Regions from separate parts of the Mus musculus genome. Here regions 2 and 3 are each linked to region 1. A link is a contact called in public promoter capture Hi-C data. All regions are on one chromosome and are shown on one strand. Each heading gives the region's core, a stretch centred on a gene start, on an enhancer-like site or on the middle of the called end of the contact. The rest is flanking DNA. Distances are from core to core; before and after follow the strand shown. Region 1 overlaps Bptf (bromodomain PHD finger transcription factor). Region 2 holds the start of Pitpnc1 (phosphatidylinositol transfer protein, cytoplasmic 1). Region 3 overlaps Pitpnc1 (phosphatidylinositol transfer protein, cytoplasmic 1).

Region 1 (5,048 bases), core at 1,511-4,010:
TCCAGCTCCTCCTCGTTCTCCGCCTCCCTCCACACACAGTCTGCCACCTGCAGGCCACCCCACAGCCCCACTGCCTGTCACTTCCCAGAAGAGGAAGCGGGAGGAAGAGAAGGACTCTAAGTCCAAGAAGAAGAAGATGATCTCTACCACCTCTAAGGAGGCCAAGAAGGACACCAGGCTATATTGCATCTGCAAGACACCGTACGATGAGTCCAAGTACGTGCCTGTCCCCCAGCTTTGTAGTTGAGCAAGCAGTTGGCAGCACTGGGAGAGGGCGGGCAGGTGTGAGGCTGGGCTCCACCAGGTGCTTGGCATCAGTGCAGTTAGGGGGCTGTTTCACAGGCGCTCGGGCTTGCTTGTCCTCAGCCATGTCCTTTTCTGTCAAAAACAAGCTTGCTGTGGCCTCTTTGCTTTCCAAAAGTTCTTTGTAGCCTCGCTCCTAATCTGCCAGCACTGCATTTTGCAGAGGCTGCTGTCCCAGCTCTCCCTGGCCAGATCTCAGAGTCTATCCTAAAATGGATGGTCCAAGGAGGCCTCATCAGGTCCCTGTAAAAAAAAAAAAAAAAAAAAAAAAAGAAAGAAAGAAAGAAAAAAATTGCAAGTTAGTATTGTTGTCTGTGTTTCCATGATATTTGTAATCAAAAGCAAAAAACAAAAGTATTCCTTTTATCCACTTTGTGAGTTTCGCAGTCAGAACATGATGAGCGTGGCAATTGGAAGCTGTTTTTGACAGTCATGACTTGTATTTGGTGACATGAATGAGATTTTTAGAGATGTTAGATGTTACTCCATAAATATACTTTCTTGTTTTTCTTCTTTATTTATTGTTTTGGGTTTTGTTTTGTTTTGTTTTTGTTGTTGTTATTTCTATTATTCAGTGATGTATTTAACTTCTGTCTAGAACATGCAGGTGTAGGACAGTGTTTGTAAGCTTCCAAGAATCACAGTATCATTTTACAGTACCCAGCAGTTTAACTGTACTTTTAAAACAGAGTTAGAAATCCTTACTGCCTGTGCATGTGGGTCTGTGGAGACCACTCCATGGGTCCTAAGTCACCATCAGTTTACAAATGTCAGTCAGAAGCTCTGGAAGCTCTGCTGGGAGACACACTCCCTGTTGAGCTCAGCAGGGTGTGGCCATCTTCACGTCCCAGCATGTGTCCCTCATTGGTGAATATCCATCATGTAAGGAGCGCTGCCCTGTAGTCTGTACAAATAAGTATGCCTCACTTTAAGTAAAATACTCAAGAGGATTACTGAGACACAGAACCCCACCACAGATGCGACTTTATATAAAGGTCAGCTTTGAGCTGACACAAACTTTGATGAAACCTTCTTGGGATCTTGGCATTGCTTAAAATGAGGCACACACACACATGTGCTCGTTCTGTTGACGCTGCCCATGGTTTCTGGCTAGTTCACTTCTTGTTTTTTTTTTTTTTTTTGGTTTTCCATTGACATTTCCACACAACAGGTTCATTCACCCCCTGTCATAGTGTTTGCTGACATCTCAGACCAGACCAGACCAGCCTGGTTTGAGCATTGTGTCACTAGCTTCTAATGAAAGTTATTAAAAATTGGAAACTTAGGTTCTGAAGTTCCTTCCAGCGCACATAACACCTTCAAGAGGCAACATTTAAAGTAACTCACCAGGTCCTCACCTGAGTAGGGGAGTATGGGCATCCCAGGTCAAAAGAAAGGCTCACTGGGAGGGGGCTGAGGCACCTCACTGTGTGTTACTCCCTCACAGTCATGAGGCGGGCATTCCTCAGGTTAACATAGCAGAGACAGCCTGGTCGAGGGCAGGGTACCAGTGATGGCAAGGCCAGCCTGGCTGCCTGTGAGTGATGCAGGCCTGCACAGCTCCCACCAGCAGGGACAGAGATGCTTTAGAGAGCTGCTGGTTTCCCCCAGACCCTTGTGTCAAAGCCTGGGCTCCTCCCCTCCCCTCCCCTCCCCAGGCTCTGTAAGCAGGAATGACTACATACATGGACCTCTCCTAGTTTCCTTCCTAGCACGTGTGACATTGTCCTCTCCACCTGGCTGGCCTGCATGTCCTGTCCTGTAACTTGTCCTTGGTGTTTGCACTCTGCTTTGTCTCCAATTTTAGTTTGTGAGATACATTTTCAAACCTATCTAAGAAATAGCCCTGGTATTGAAATGGCTTCTGTAGAGTAGGTTTGACAGATGTAAGTCTTTGATTCTTTGGCTTTGGTTTCTGTGCCTGTTACAGTTTCACACACATTCATTAAAAGGAAGCCATTTCCATCCGTATGTTTTTGTTTTTTTTCAAATTCCAGTATGTTTTAAGACCCATATTTCACTAAACAGTGTGTCTGCTGAAATGGATGTGAGTGACGATGTGTCCACCCTTGGTCAAGTGTCAGATGCTGTGTTTGCCACTGGTAGACTGGTGCATTCAAGGTGTTTAGCTGACTCATTGCAGAAATTATCCTGTAAGAAAGCAAATCAGGGTAGAGAAGACAGATTTACATACCATGCAGCTCAAAATGACAACTACAGTGTCATTTTCATTGTGAATGCTTTTAGGTTCTATATTGGCTGTGATCTTTGTACTAACTGGTATCATGGAGAATGTGTTGGCATCACAGAAAAGGAGGCTAAGAAAATGGATGTGTACATCTGTAATGATTGTAAGCGGGCACAAGAGGGCAGCAGTGAGGAATTGTACTGTATCTGCAGGACACCTTATGATGAGTCACAGTGAGTTGATAAGAGCGTCTGTTTGACAATTCAGGAAGCCGCATTGCTCGATTGGTCACTTACCTAAAAATGAAAAAGCAGGGCCTCTCTGCTGTGTCTATACACCTATGTTACAAAGCTTTTCCGGTTTCTCCTCTCTTCCCTCTTTCCCTCTCCTTCAAAATGTATGTTGCTTCCTAGTGAATGGTTGAGTTGCACTGGGGGAAATGGGGTTATAATGGTAGAATTGATTTTTCACTATGTCACAGAGTAATGTGAGGAAAACAGCCTGTGTGTCTGAAGCGGTGCTCTGTACAGCTCGATGCACCCTTTAGGAAGAGCTGGGGCTGTTGCTAACTCGCTGACTGAACACTCATTTGATTTGGGACTAGTTGAAAGATGTTTGGGGCCTTATTTTGAGCTTTAAAGTCAATCAAATGTTTCACACTTTTCTTCAGATTGGTTCCCCATTAGCACACAATACTTTTTAATATGTTTACAACTGTTCTTAACATCTAAAGTACTTGGTTAATAATGTCGCTCTCAAAAGTAGTAAAACAATAATAATGCTAAAATTACCTTATACCCCAGGGGTTAGCCTGTGTTCAGTTGCATGATGGGTAAAAGCAAAGTCTGAGCAGAAGCAGCCAGTCCTTTGGCCTCACATTTCCATTTTGGATCTTGCAGATTTTATATTGGCTGTGATCGGTGTCAGAATTGGTACCACGGGCGCTGTGTTGGCATCTTGCAAAGTGAGGCAGATCTCATTGATGAGTATGTCTGTCCACAGTGCCAGTCGACAGAGGACGCCATGACAGTGCTCACACCACTGACAGAGAAAGATTATGAGGGCTTGAAGAGGGTGCTGCGCTCCTTACAGGTGAGAGGCTGCTGACCGCTGCATCTGACGGTGAAGCTCAGCTGCCTCACTGTGGACGCAGGTTTGACCCTCCCATTCTCCAGTGAGCGTACTTGGCTGTCTCCCAGCCCCCAGAGGGAGGGGCTGGACAAAGGGCACCTCTGCACGTGCCGGTGACATGAAGTTTACTGAAAGTGCCACTTCCGCAGTTGCTCATCACACACTGACAGACAGGCGCCATCTCCACTGTTGCTTACCTGACACTGAAGAGTGCTCACCATTTGCTTTCCTTTCAGTTTATTTCTTGAAGAAAAGTATATCACGTAGGCATAGATGAGAAAGCCGTTTGATCAAGTCTGGTTATTTTCTCACTAGTGGGAAGATTGGGAGTAATGGAGATGGGTGTCAATATAGGACGTTATGTTAGCACACTTGGCTGTCTCCCACCTGCAATGAGATCTGATGCCCTCTTCTGGAGCGAGCGGGGCCGACCGGAAAGAGCAGAGATCCTAAATTCGATTCCCAACAACCACATGAAGGCTCACAACCATCTGTACAGCTACAGTGTACTCATATACATAAAATAAATAAAATAAAATAAAATATAAATAAATAATTTTTTTAAAAGAAAAAAGAAAGAAAATCTCTGACTATCACCCAAATCACCTTGTGTGGATAATTTCATTTCTCTAATGTAAAGCTCACTTGAATTTTCAAGGTTTGTTGATCCAGTGAGGCAACTGAATAATAGCAGTATATATATTATATTTAATATATACATACATACATGCATGCATACATACATACATATTTACACACACTGTGTGTTTCTGGTGTCTGTATATGTTTGTTAGTGTTTCTACTGACAGCCATGACACTTGCTCTCTGTTGTAGGCCCACAAGATGGCGTGGCCTTTCCTTGAACCGGTAGACCCCAATGATGCACCGGATTATTACGGTGTTATTAAAGAGCCAATGGGTAAGTGCTTGCACTAAATAGGAAGACGAGTTTCACAAGTCTTGGACATTGATCTCTCACCATGAAGCTGATGAGGGAGAGTATCTTGGACGTGCAGGCAACGGTGTAACTGTGTCAGTCAGTTGGGATGCTTACTTGATGTGTCTTTTGAAGCTGGGTTTCCTAGGTACTTAGTCCAGGCTGACTCGACCCTGGAGTGCACCTCCCAATGCTGAGGTTAGAGGAAGGCACCACCATCTGGGAATATCTATTAAATTTACATATGCATGCCTTTGAGCCAGCAGCTTAATGGGACAAGTGTATATTCCTCAACAGTGTTTATGGTGGCTAAACACTGGAAATGAACAAGCTGTCGGCCCAGGAGCCTCTGCGTCAGAATGTGTATGAGTAGAGACCTGTGCAGCTGTACAGACAGTGAGTGCAGTCAGTGAACCCAGCCTGATGCAATGGAGACCCTTCTTTCTCCAGGAGAGAAAACACTGGTAGAGCAGCTGTCCCTGAAGGTAC
Region 2 (5,048 bases), core at 1,578-4,077, 430 kb before region 1:
TCTGAGCCATCTCCAGAAACTCTTGGTGTCCAAAAAAAAAGCCACAAAAACAAATAAACAATAGAAAAACAAAAGAAAGGAAGGAAAGAAGGAGGGAGGAAGGAAGGAAGGGAGGGAGGTAAAATTCTTGTCATTCACTTGTGGCTCCTGAAGGCAGGACTTGAAACACTTGCAAGCAATCACTTTGACCAGTAGATGGCACCCTCTTCCCCAAGACAAATGAGTTATGAATGAACTCTCCCTAACCCCAGACCACGAACCATAGTAATGAATACTAGCCGCCCCTAATTCCCGCCCAGATCGTTTTTATGCCTCCTCTCTTCCTCATTCCATCTGGTCTACATGTTCCCATATGTTCCCTGTAGTATTAATGTTAACACAGGCACCTCTAGTATTATATCCTAACCAATTCAGCATATTGTTATCGGTGTTACTTTCCATAACAGATGGATAGATAGTCAATACTTGGCTTTAAAATAATGTCATGAGGCCGTGGATAGCATGAAGGATTCTCCAAGAAGGCAATAATGGGATGAGCAGAAGGATCAAAGCTGAGAAGTGAAGGTCTTCTGAGGCCATTGGTGTTAAGAAATACTCGTGGACTAAAGTGGGAGAGAAGGTCTTAGAGCCTGGAGCCTCCTGTTGTCACCAAAAGGCTTTCAAGTTGCTATGGTTAAAGCTGTGCTTGCACACTATTAGTGAGACCGGGGAAATAAGGAAGCCAAGTAGAAAGAAAAAGACAATATACTGGGGAAAGTCACCTTGTAATGTGAGGTGGAAGAAAAGTACAGCCAAAAAAAAAAAAAAGAAAAAAAAGAAAAAAAAAAAAAAGAAAAAAATAATCAAAAACAAAACAAAAAAAAAGAAAAAAAGAAGAAAAAAACAAAAAAAAAGAAAAGAAAAGAAAAGAAAAAGAAAAGTACAGCCAGCCAGCAGTGTCTGTGGGTTCCCTGTCAGTGCATCCACTGTCCCACGGATCAAAACATACTCAGAAACCACTAATGTACGGAACACATGGCAGATGTCCTTACTCTCTGAACAATGCGATATAACAACTATTCACATGCCATGCACATTACATTAGATAGTATTAGCAGTCTAGAGATAATTGGAAATACACAGTAGGAAGCCACTGTGAAGATGATTAAGTGCCATTCTGCTAAAAGGAAAAAAGAAAAAAAAATCATCTTGGGTTCTTTTTGTCTCACAAGCTTCCAATTCAACACTATCAGGTCAAATTTAATGATCTACCTTGAAGGACGGTGGTAGCCTACACCTTTAATTCCAGCACTTGGGAGGCAGAGGCAGGTAGGTAGGTCTCTGAGTTCAAGGTCAGTTTGGACTTCAAAGTGAGTTCTAGGACAACCAGGGCTAGACAGAGAAACCCTGTCTCAAAAACAAAACAAAACAAAATTTCTCAGGGTGTTTGGTTTACCTTTAATTAGCTGCTGTAAATATTTCAGAGCCAACTTTGGGAAGCATTTATCTAGAAAATAGTTTTCTTTCTTTGTCTCTCTTTCTTTCTTTCTTTCTTTCTTTCTTTCTTTCTTTCTTTCTTTCTTTACCAGAATATAAGCTATGTTTAGGGTGTCATTTTCCTAGCAGGCTGGATCATGTTCCCTGAGCTCTAAACTTGGGTCATCTGGACAACATTAGCCAGAGCCCACCCTCATTATGTTGATTAGTGACTTATTGAGCATCATTTTAACATACTATACCATTGAGGCCTGCAGAGTCTGCATTGCCCAATGCAAGCTCTATGGGTGAATGTGGGTCTCCAGAACTCACAAATGCACACACACACACACACACACACACACGTTTGTGTGAACATATGCATCTATGTTTGAGAGCCAGTGATGTTTACACATTATCCTCCTATAGGCAGTGGATGCACTTTTTTCCTCCATTTTTAGGAAAACAAGCTAAAAAAAAAAAAAAAAAAAAAAAAAAACAAACCAAAACCGAATGCCAGACAAATGAAAACCAGACTTCAGCAGTTACATGCTGCTTCCTGAGTAACTAAAGAATGTGCTTCTTGTGGTTAAAATGAGAGATCTGTTTAATATGGATGAAATACCAACACCCCGGGCATTTTTATTGACATTTCACTGTGACTTTTTGAACTTAGGAGTGCTGACACGAAAACCTATTCTTTCTGCTCTGGGAAGCCTGCAGTTGGGATTGCAGAGAGCCAGGGAGAAAGAGGTAGCAGGCAATGCTTCTCTCTCTCTCTCTCTCTCTCTCTCTCTCTCTCTGTGTGTGTGTGTGTGTGTGTGTGTGGTTGCGAGCGCGCACGCATTTTTACTCTGTTTTCACCAACACTGCTGCAGAACTCCGCCTTGAGAGCATGTTAGAAAAACCCATTCTAAAACCATCATTTCTCTTGCTCCGGCCTTGCTTACTCCATCAGAGAGAAAAAAATGTTCGCTGTGAGCATTTGTAAACACGCCCCCAGCCCCAAAGTCAAGGGGCACTAGTGCACTTTGGAAACGGTTTCCAAAGCGACTAAGTAGAGAGCCCTATGGCACCCAGGTTACATTTGAAAACAGATCCAACGTTGTAAGAGTCCAGGATAGCTTCTTTGCGATTCTCTGTTCTCTTTGCGTTAGCTGTTCTAGGTTCTGGGACAGCCCTGGCGTCTGGCAGCAGACGGGAGAGACATGCTGTTTTGTTTAAATCCTCCACATTCTTTGCCATTTCCCCATTGGCCGGATGGGGCTACCCTCCCCGCCGCGGCCGCTGCTGATGTCAGCCTCGTCGCTCTCGCTCCTCCCGCACCCACCTCCCTGCCCCAGGCACACTGCAGCTCGGCGCGGACTCTCCAGTCGCGGCGAGGTGGCTGCAAACTCACGGGCACGCACGGCGCTCTCAGAGCCGAGGGACTCGGGGGAGGGGACGCGCGCAAGCCGCTGGCAGCCAACCGCCTAGGTTGAAGACACCCGGGGCCCAGAGCAGGGCAGAGCCTTGGCGGCTGCGGCTTCCCTTTTCTCTCTCAGCTGAGCTCCGGAGAGACTCGGGGACTGGCCCTAAAAAAGAGCAGGAAATCTTGTTTACCGCCCGGGGAGAGGAGCCCATCGAGCCTTTGTTTGGAAAGTCAGCATCGCCTGCTCCCGCGGCAATGTGTTCCTGGTGACATTAACCCACGGTAGACGGGTAGGAGAAAAAGGGGGCTCGCCAGGTTCAGCTCTGCTTTCGGAGGAGGATCCAGAGGAGACTTTTGTGCGTTTGTTTGAATTTGTGGAAATCCCTTTTCCTCCTCCTTTTGCCTCTCTTGCCCGCCGCCGGGCATGTCCTGATCTGGTGGCCGCGCCTACCAGCCCGGGGCTGCTGATCCGAGCTGTCTCCCGCGGGTCTCCCTCCCTCAGTGCCTGACTTTGCAATACCGAGAGGGCTGATCTCTGCGAGGAAGGAGGCGGGGGAGTCACAGACACCGGGACCCGAAGCTTGACATGCTCCGGGGCGGACCGGAGGCAGTTAGGAGCTGAGCGCACCACCGGGGCTGCTTCGCTTGCCGGTTCCCAGCGTCTTTGCCCTCCTCTGGGCTCCAGCCTTGCTCATCTGTTGGGACGCCCCCTTCTTTCCCGAGGTCTGCGGCCGGCAGGAACATGCTGCTCAAGGAGTACCGAATCTGCATGCCGCTCACCGTGGACGAGGTAGGCACCGCGCCCGGCCTCGCCCGCTCCGGGTCCCCAGCCGCCACCACTCGGCCGGCGGGTCCACTGCGTGCGGCGGGGAAACCCTGGCGCCCAAACCTGGAGGCTGGAGGGGGAGGAGGCAGGGGATTCGCTGTTCCCACTCGTCACCCCAGCAGAGGAAAGGCGGCGTGGGGGTGGGGCGGGGGAGTCCAGGTGAGCTCTTCGGGGACATCTAGAATCAGATTCCTGGGGACCACAATGCGTCACAGGGAGCTGTTGCGCCCCCTCCCTCCAATTAAGCAAATGCACAGAGTATAAGAGCCCAAGCATGCTCTGCAGCCGGAGTATCGGGGTAACCGGCCGTGGTGGTAGCCACTGTCCCCATGTCCTCTTTACAAGGTGGGCTTGCAGGGACAAATTCCGCGCGGGTGGGATCTGCAGACCAGAGTCCCGCCTTGGGGGCATGTGGGAGGCCTGGAGAGGGTCCGTTTAGAACCCGACTTCTTGTCGCCTCCGGTCTAGGCGCTGGCTCCTGCCCAGCCGAGCATCCAGGCTCCCTCCGCGATCTGGATTGTCCTTTGCTGACCGCCTGGCTCGGAAACTTTCTGCGTGTCTCGTTCCTTCCGCGGCGGGGAGCGTGGTCTTAGGAAGAGCCCCAGTGGTGGGGCCTGCGGCGCGGCCACCGGAGGGCGCTCCAGGCCGTCAGGCCGGGCCCTCCTGGCTCTGAGTATCGGGGCTGCAGGGTGGGGGGCTCCCCGCTCAAGGGCTCGGCCTCCACGCGCAGGTCAGCTTGCATTCTTCCGATTCCTTCTCCGCCCCCCGTCCCCCCTATCCGCGAGCTCCGCCATTGAGGAAACAGTGACTCAGTGAGGGTCACTCCGGCCCGGGCTTCCTTTTCGTTCCCCTTTCTCCCCACCTCTTTGGATATTTCATAAGTGCTTTGCGTCTGTCCAGGGACACACAGCCAGAACATGAAGCCAATCAAGGCAATTTGGGAAAGACTCCTGTGGTTTGATGTGGCAACAAATGAAATCAGCGATCCACGACGTATTTGTATTTAAAACCGGTGCATTTAATCTATCAGACATGTGATCTACTCACTACTTTGTGAAAGGGGCCTTGTGCTTTTGTGTTACTCAGACTATGTCTGGCTCCCTGCCCCCCCCCCCACCTCCCAGGGTGGTGGTGGTGGGGGCAATCTTCCTTCTGCATCTGGCGCCAGTGTTAAGGTGAGACCCTAGGACAATCCAAGGTAGGATCAAAGTAGCCTGAAGTTTACAAAACACTTGACACTCTACACTGGCTGCCAAAGACCGAGAGGGATAGCTTAGCCATGCCCCTCTCCCCACCCCCAGCCTTATCAACGAGCGTTTCTGGGGTGGCAGCATTTTGAACTAGGTCTTAAATGGT
Region 3 (5,048 bases), core at 1,472-3,971, 340 kb before region 1:
CCCCGGGACCACAGTGGGAATTGCGTGGAGCGGGTGGAACACGCAGAAGCTCCCATCGCCCCTGGGTTTGGGGGTGTGTGTGTGGTTTTTTTTGGTTTTGTTTTGTTTTTGCGTCTTTGTATCCCCCAGGCAGTGAGCTGGATTCCAGAGCCTGGGAGTCCCTCAGAAGCTGGGAGAAGAAACAACTTGCAGAGGCAGTGTCGGGAGCGAGGGACATCGGAGAGAGGGGGAAATTATTAAAGATGACTCTGAAGATGTCAAGAGTAAAAAGAATCGCAGTGTGTGCGCCCCGGCCTGAGGATGGCATCTCTGGGGCAGCTTAAGTTCTTTAGTCTGCCGTGTGGATTAAAGGACTGTGGGATTTAATAACGTGTGCCTTAAAGAACGGCCCTGTGAGTAAGTGTTCCCCTGTCGCAAAGATGTGACTGCTCTAATTGAATTTAGAAGCAGTATTAAAATTGTTCTTTTGGTGATGTTTCCGAGGTGCACAAAATAAAGCATCCAAAGTCGCCATTGATTAAACGGGAGCTTTACCATGTGAGCGTTGTAAAGCACTAAATTCTGCCGCCAGCAGGTTTTATCGCGGTTCTTGCGAAACAAAGTAAGAAAATTCTCCCTTTACATAATTTACGGTCACGCTGCTGTTTAAATGTGCCCAAAAACGTTCTTCAGAATCTTGGCAGTGTTTTAGAATATAGTATATTATCTTAGTATATATATATATCAGTATGTATTGATGGTGCTTATTGTGTGAGCCGAACTCGCTCTTATGGACGAAGGGAAGAGTCTGATACCCTCATGGTGCTCCGTGTGCTTGCATTAACAGGCTGCCTTGCTTGTTCGTCCTCCTTTTCAATCTGGTCTGCCTCTAGTTTCACTGAGCTTCTGTCTCCCACAGAATCCTAAGGAGGACAGGGCTGGTCTGAGACTGTCCCAGAGTTCTGCTGCCTCATGTCTGTTTCATGTCATGCTTCCAGACCCAGAGGGACTCTGGAATCATAAGCAAAAGGGGAGTTTTTCTCTCCTTGGAGACAGGATCTCATGCTTCCCAGGCTGGCCTCAAACTTACTATGTAGCCAAGGCTAGCCTTTGTGTTGGGGTTTTCAGGGGTTGGCCACTTCACCTTGGCCTTTCCTTTCTTATACCTCTCTCTTCTCCCTCCCTTTCACCTCCCTCCATTCCCCCGCCCCCCTCCCCTGCATCCCCGAATCCCCGATCCCTGAATTGCCAGAGATCAGATCCAGGGCCATATATATAACACATTGGCTGGCACACTGAACTGGACCACCAGACCCCATCTTCTCCATCCTATCCAAGGACAAGCAGATTCGACAAACACGAGGCTGAAAGGAGACAGGGAGTGTGTGTTCTCAGTCCTCACACACTGAGGAAGAGTTGACTTATGGGCACCTAAGCATTTAGAGTGGTAGCTGTGGGCAGGAAGGAACATTAAGGAAATTTCTATTATCTCTCATGCAGTGTGCCAGAAAGGGCATGCTCTGAGGTAGACTGCTATACATTGAGTTATTTACTTATATGCTAGAGCTCAAAGTACCTTGAGAGTGCTAGATCAATACTCTACCACTGAACTACACCAGTAGCTTGTACAACTCATTCTTCAATGGGCGTATGGGTGGGAAACACTATAGATTAAGAATGCTACTTACGGGGCTGGTGAGATGGCTCAGCCGGTAAGAGCACCAATTGCTCTTCCAAAGGTCCTGAGTTCAAATCTCAGCAACCACATGGTGGCTCACAACCATCTGTAATGAGATCTGATGCCCTCTTCTGGAATGTCTGAAGACAGCTACAGTGTACTTACAAATAATAAATGAATAAATAAATATTAAAAAAAAAGAATGCTACTTACAACTTTTCCATATACAAATACATTTTAAAAAAAAAAATCACACCATTAAGTTAAACTCCTCCTGACCACCATGGATAAAGAGCCCATTGTTCTGATCTGGAGACATTCCTGTTTTGCAAACTCACACCATCAAAACAAGTGTGAGTTTTCTCTGGCTGCACCCGAGCTCCCAGGATGCCCCCCACACACACACACACACAACGAGGTGCTTCCCTCGGCTCTTCTGGAGTGACTGGACTTTAGGTGGGACTGTTAATTGCAAAATCTGAAGAGGGGAAAGTTTACGTTTTGTCAGCTGCCAAACTCTGGACTTCACGGTGAACCGTCAGGACTAACTTTCTAGGCCAAGTGTAAGCAGCTCCGCCGGGGCTGCTGATGTGAGGGTGGAGGAGCGTGACATTTTATTTAGATGCTTGGCCAGAGTTCAGACCCATGGACTCTAGGGTCAGCCTCCAGAGCTCAAGTGATTTCCCCTAGGAAAATGCTTTCCTGTCCCTAGCCCTTGTACAGGATCACCAAACAACTTGCTGGTGGAGGAAAGGGGCTAGAACCACAGATCAGAGGAGAAAAGCTTCGGTTCCAAAGAGCCATTGCCGGCTGAATTTTTCTCTTGTTGGAGTCATGGGTTGTTTTTTGTTGTTGTTGTTTGTTTGTTTTTCTATTGTTGCTTTTGTTTTGTTTTTCCAGTAGAATACGGAAAAAAAAAAAAAGAAGGAAAAGATAAAAGATAACTCCGCTTTCGAAATAATGTTTGAGTCAACTCAGATCTAAGAGAAAAGCTGTGTTGCTCGGCTAGCAAATAGTAGCGCTGGGGATTCGAAAGGCGGCCCCGCCCCCCTCAGCATCCGTAGACCGGTTGACTGTCCTGGGCCTGGAGCCTATCCCAGCTCACCTCGGTTGTTTGGAATGCTCTCTGGAAGCTGGCAGCGCGATGGTTATGTAATGTGGACTCTGAGGCCTGCCAGCCGGCCCTCAGCAGGTCCTGGGGAGATGCCAGGTTCTCTGGAGCCTTTCTTAAGCTAGCTCAGTAGATTGCTGTGGCCTCAAGTACACACTGGGCACCGATCTCGGCCGTCATGATTTTACAGACTGAGACAGTATCCTCAGTAACCTTCAACCACACCTGAGCATAGTTAACCAAGTCTGGCCCCATGTTGTGTTTAATTTTTGAAATTACAGCCAGATATAAACAGTAATTAAATGTGTGTGTCCGAGTGTGGGTATGAGCATGTGAGTGCAGGTACCGTCAGGGGCCAGAAGAGGGCGTCAGATCCCCTGGAGGTAGAGTTATAGGTGTCAGTAAGGTTCCTATCGCCGTGTTGGGAGCTGAGCTTGGGAACTCAAATAAGAACTCTTAATTGATGCGTCATGGCTCTGGCTCCTGTGTGTTGGGTGCATTGGGAGGGTAGCTGAGCTTACAGATGTGCACTTGTGGAGGTCAGAGGACAAGTGTTAGGAGTTGGTTCTCTCCTGCTGTGTTCTGGAGATAAAACCCAGGTCATCCGGCTAGAAGGACGTGCACTTTTATCCACCAAGCGATCTCTTTAGCCCTTTTGTTTTGTTTTGTTTTGTTTTGTTTTGTTTTTCGAGACAGGGTTTCTCTGTATAGTCCTGGCTGTCCTGGAACTCACTTTGTAGACTAGGCTGGCCTCGAACTCAGAAATCCGCCTGCCTCTGCCTCACAAGTGCTGGGATTAAAGGCGTGCGCCACCACCGCCCGGCCCAGCCCTATTTTTAAGATCAAGTAATCCTCCCTTCTTCCTCTACCACATTTTCTTATTCACTCACTGAACTTGGCTGGCTTCTTTATCGGCTTCCTTAACGGGATGCTCAAACTCCTGAGTCCCTGCTTCCACTGCCTTTGGTGATATGCCCAGAATCGGAATTGCTAGATTACGTGATAACCAACACCCCCGCCCCTGCCCGTCCCCGTCCCCCTCCCCCCGCCCCCCACAAACATGCCTTATCTTGGATTCCTATTTATTTACTATTTTTAAGAAAGCAAAGTACCCTGAGAAACTTGGACTCACAGAACCCGGTTGCTTGCTCTCCTTCCTTTCCTTACCCTTGTGGCATCAGCTTCTGGTGTTCCGTGTTTCGTGGGGAAGGGTGGCCTTGTTTCAATTTGACCCCTCTCGTCATCAATTCCTCCCTTCCTCTTCCTTCTCTTTCATTTTTCTTTACTTTTCCTTTTTGAACTCTTGGTCCAGACACGCTGCTCCTGTGGCCTGTATGGGAATGGGTACTTCCTGCGGGCTGCAGAGGGGAATCCCACCACCCCCACCCCACAGCCGACTGGTGAAGGGTAATGTCCTCTGGAGAGGCTGATGCGGCAGGTTTGAGGCCAGGGGAGTTCTGCAAGCCTCTTGGAGGTTTACTGCACAGCCTTCTGGGTTCTCCAGGGTTCCATCTCTGACCGGATCGACAGTTCATTTCCCCTGCTTGCCTAGCTTCTTTTCTGACTTTTTGGACTTCTCTCTCTTTCTTTCCTTCCTTCCTTCCTTCCTTCCTTCCTTCCTTCCTTCCTTCCTTCCTTCCTTCCTTCTTTCCTTCTTTCTTTCTTTCTTTCTTTCTTTCTTTCTTTCTTTCTTTGAGGGGAATATTTTGTTTTGTTTTTGTTGCTTTTGGCTTTTCGAGACATTGTTTCTCTGTGTAGCCCTGGCTGTTCTGGAACTTCCTCTGTAGACCAGGCTGGTCTCCAACTCAAGGATTCCCCTGCCTCTGCCTCCCAAGTGCTGGGATTAAAGGGGCCTGGCCTTGGTTACTGTTTTAGAATAGATTTTAAACCAACCAACCAAAACAACCTCAGCCAGCATTTAAAAGGCTTGGAAATAATCTCACTGAGTTGCCTTTTATTTTTTATTAGTTTTGAGTTTTGAATGAAAAAAATGGATTATTTTGCACTTTTGGGAATAGAATCCAGAGCCATCCCCATACTGAGTTAATGCTTAACCACTGAACTTTTGAACCATTGAACACTTTCTACACACATGCGCGCGCACGCACACACACACACACACACACACACACACACACACATTTGGCCTAGGCTGAGCTTGAACTTCGGATCCTTCTGCCTCCATCTCTCCGGTGCTAAGATTACAGGTGTACACTAACCCCCAATTGATTCAATGCTGGTCATTAAACCCAGAGCTTTGTCAACACTAGGCAAGAGCTA

What was found. Promoter capture Hi-C pulls out the DNA fragments that hold promoters and counts their contacts.
Region 2: a contact with region 1 is called in a promoter capture Hi-C map of embryonic stem cells, with 2.5 times the contacts expected there. The contact joins the promoter of Pitpnc1 here to the enhancer-like site in region 1. A contact is called at or near these places in 5 of 39 promoter capture datasets (cranial neural crest, embryonic stem cells, hippocampal neurons and 2 more), 3 of 484 Hi-C or Micro-C datasets (cortical neurons and embryonic stem cells), 1 of 115 datasets of contacts at active chromatin or transcription factors (bone marrow-derived macrophages) and 2 of 9 other capture datasets (embryonic stem cells and macrophages).
Region 3: a contact with region 1 is called in a promoter capture Hi-C map of liver, with 4 times the contacts expected there. The contact joins two enhancer-like sites. A contact is called at or near these places in 2 of 39 promoter capture datasets (both in liver) and 1 of 484 Hi-C or Micro-C datasets (liver).

What each region holds. Positions count from the first base shown.
Region 1 is chr11:107,042,168-107,047,215 of GRCm38.p6, reverse strand. It overlaps Bptf (bromodomain PHD finger transcription factor), which reads left to right. Exons shown (of 28, transcript NM_176850.3): 24 at 1-216; 25 at 3,391-3,583; 26 at 4,457-4,541. Among named protein-coding and RNA genes, the nearest start is that of 1810010H24Rik, 19 kb to the right of the region's middle. Within about 2 kb of position 2,760, at least 59 of the 459 cell types and tissues checked have an H3K27ac peak or open chromatin away from gene starts, as enhancers often do. A contact at or near this core is called in bone marrow-derived macrophages, embryonic stem cells and liver, where this site is marked.
Region 2 is chr11:107,468,499-107,473,546 of GRCm38.p6, reverse strand. It overlaps Pitpnc1 (phosphatidylinositol transfer protein, cytoplasmic 1), which reads left to right and starts at 2,827. Exons shown (of 9, transcript NM_001359616.1): 1 at 2,827-3,656. The coding sequence starts at 3,609.
Region 3 is chr11:107,377,389-107,382,436 of GRCm38.p6, reverse strand. The region is part of intron 1 of Pitpnc1 (phosphatidylinositol transfer protein, cytoplasmic 1); the gene reads left to right. Among named protein-coding and RNA genes, the nearest start is that of Gm11713, 30 kb to the left of the region's middle. Within about 2 kb of position 2,721, at least 33 of the 459 cell types and tissues checked have an H3K27ac peak or open chromatin away from gene starts, as enhancers often do. A contact at or near this core is called in liver, where this site is marked.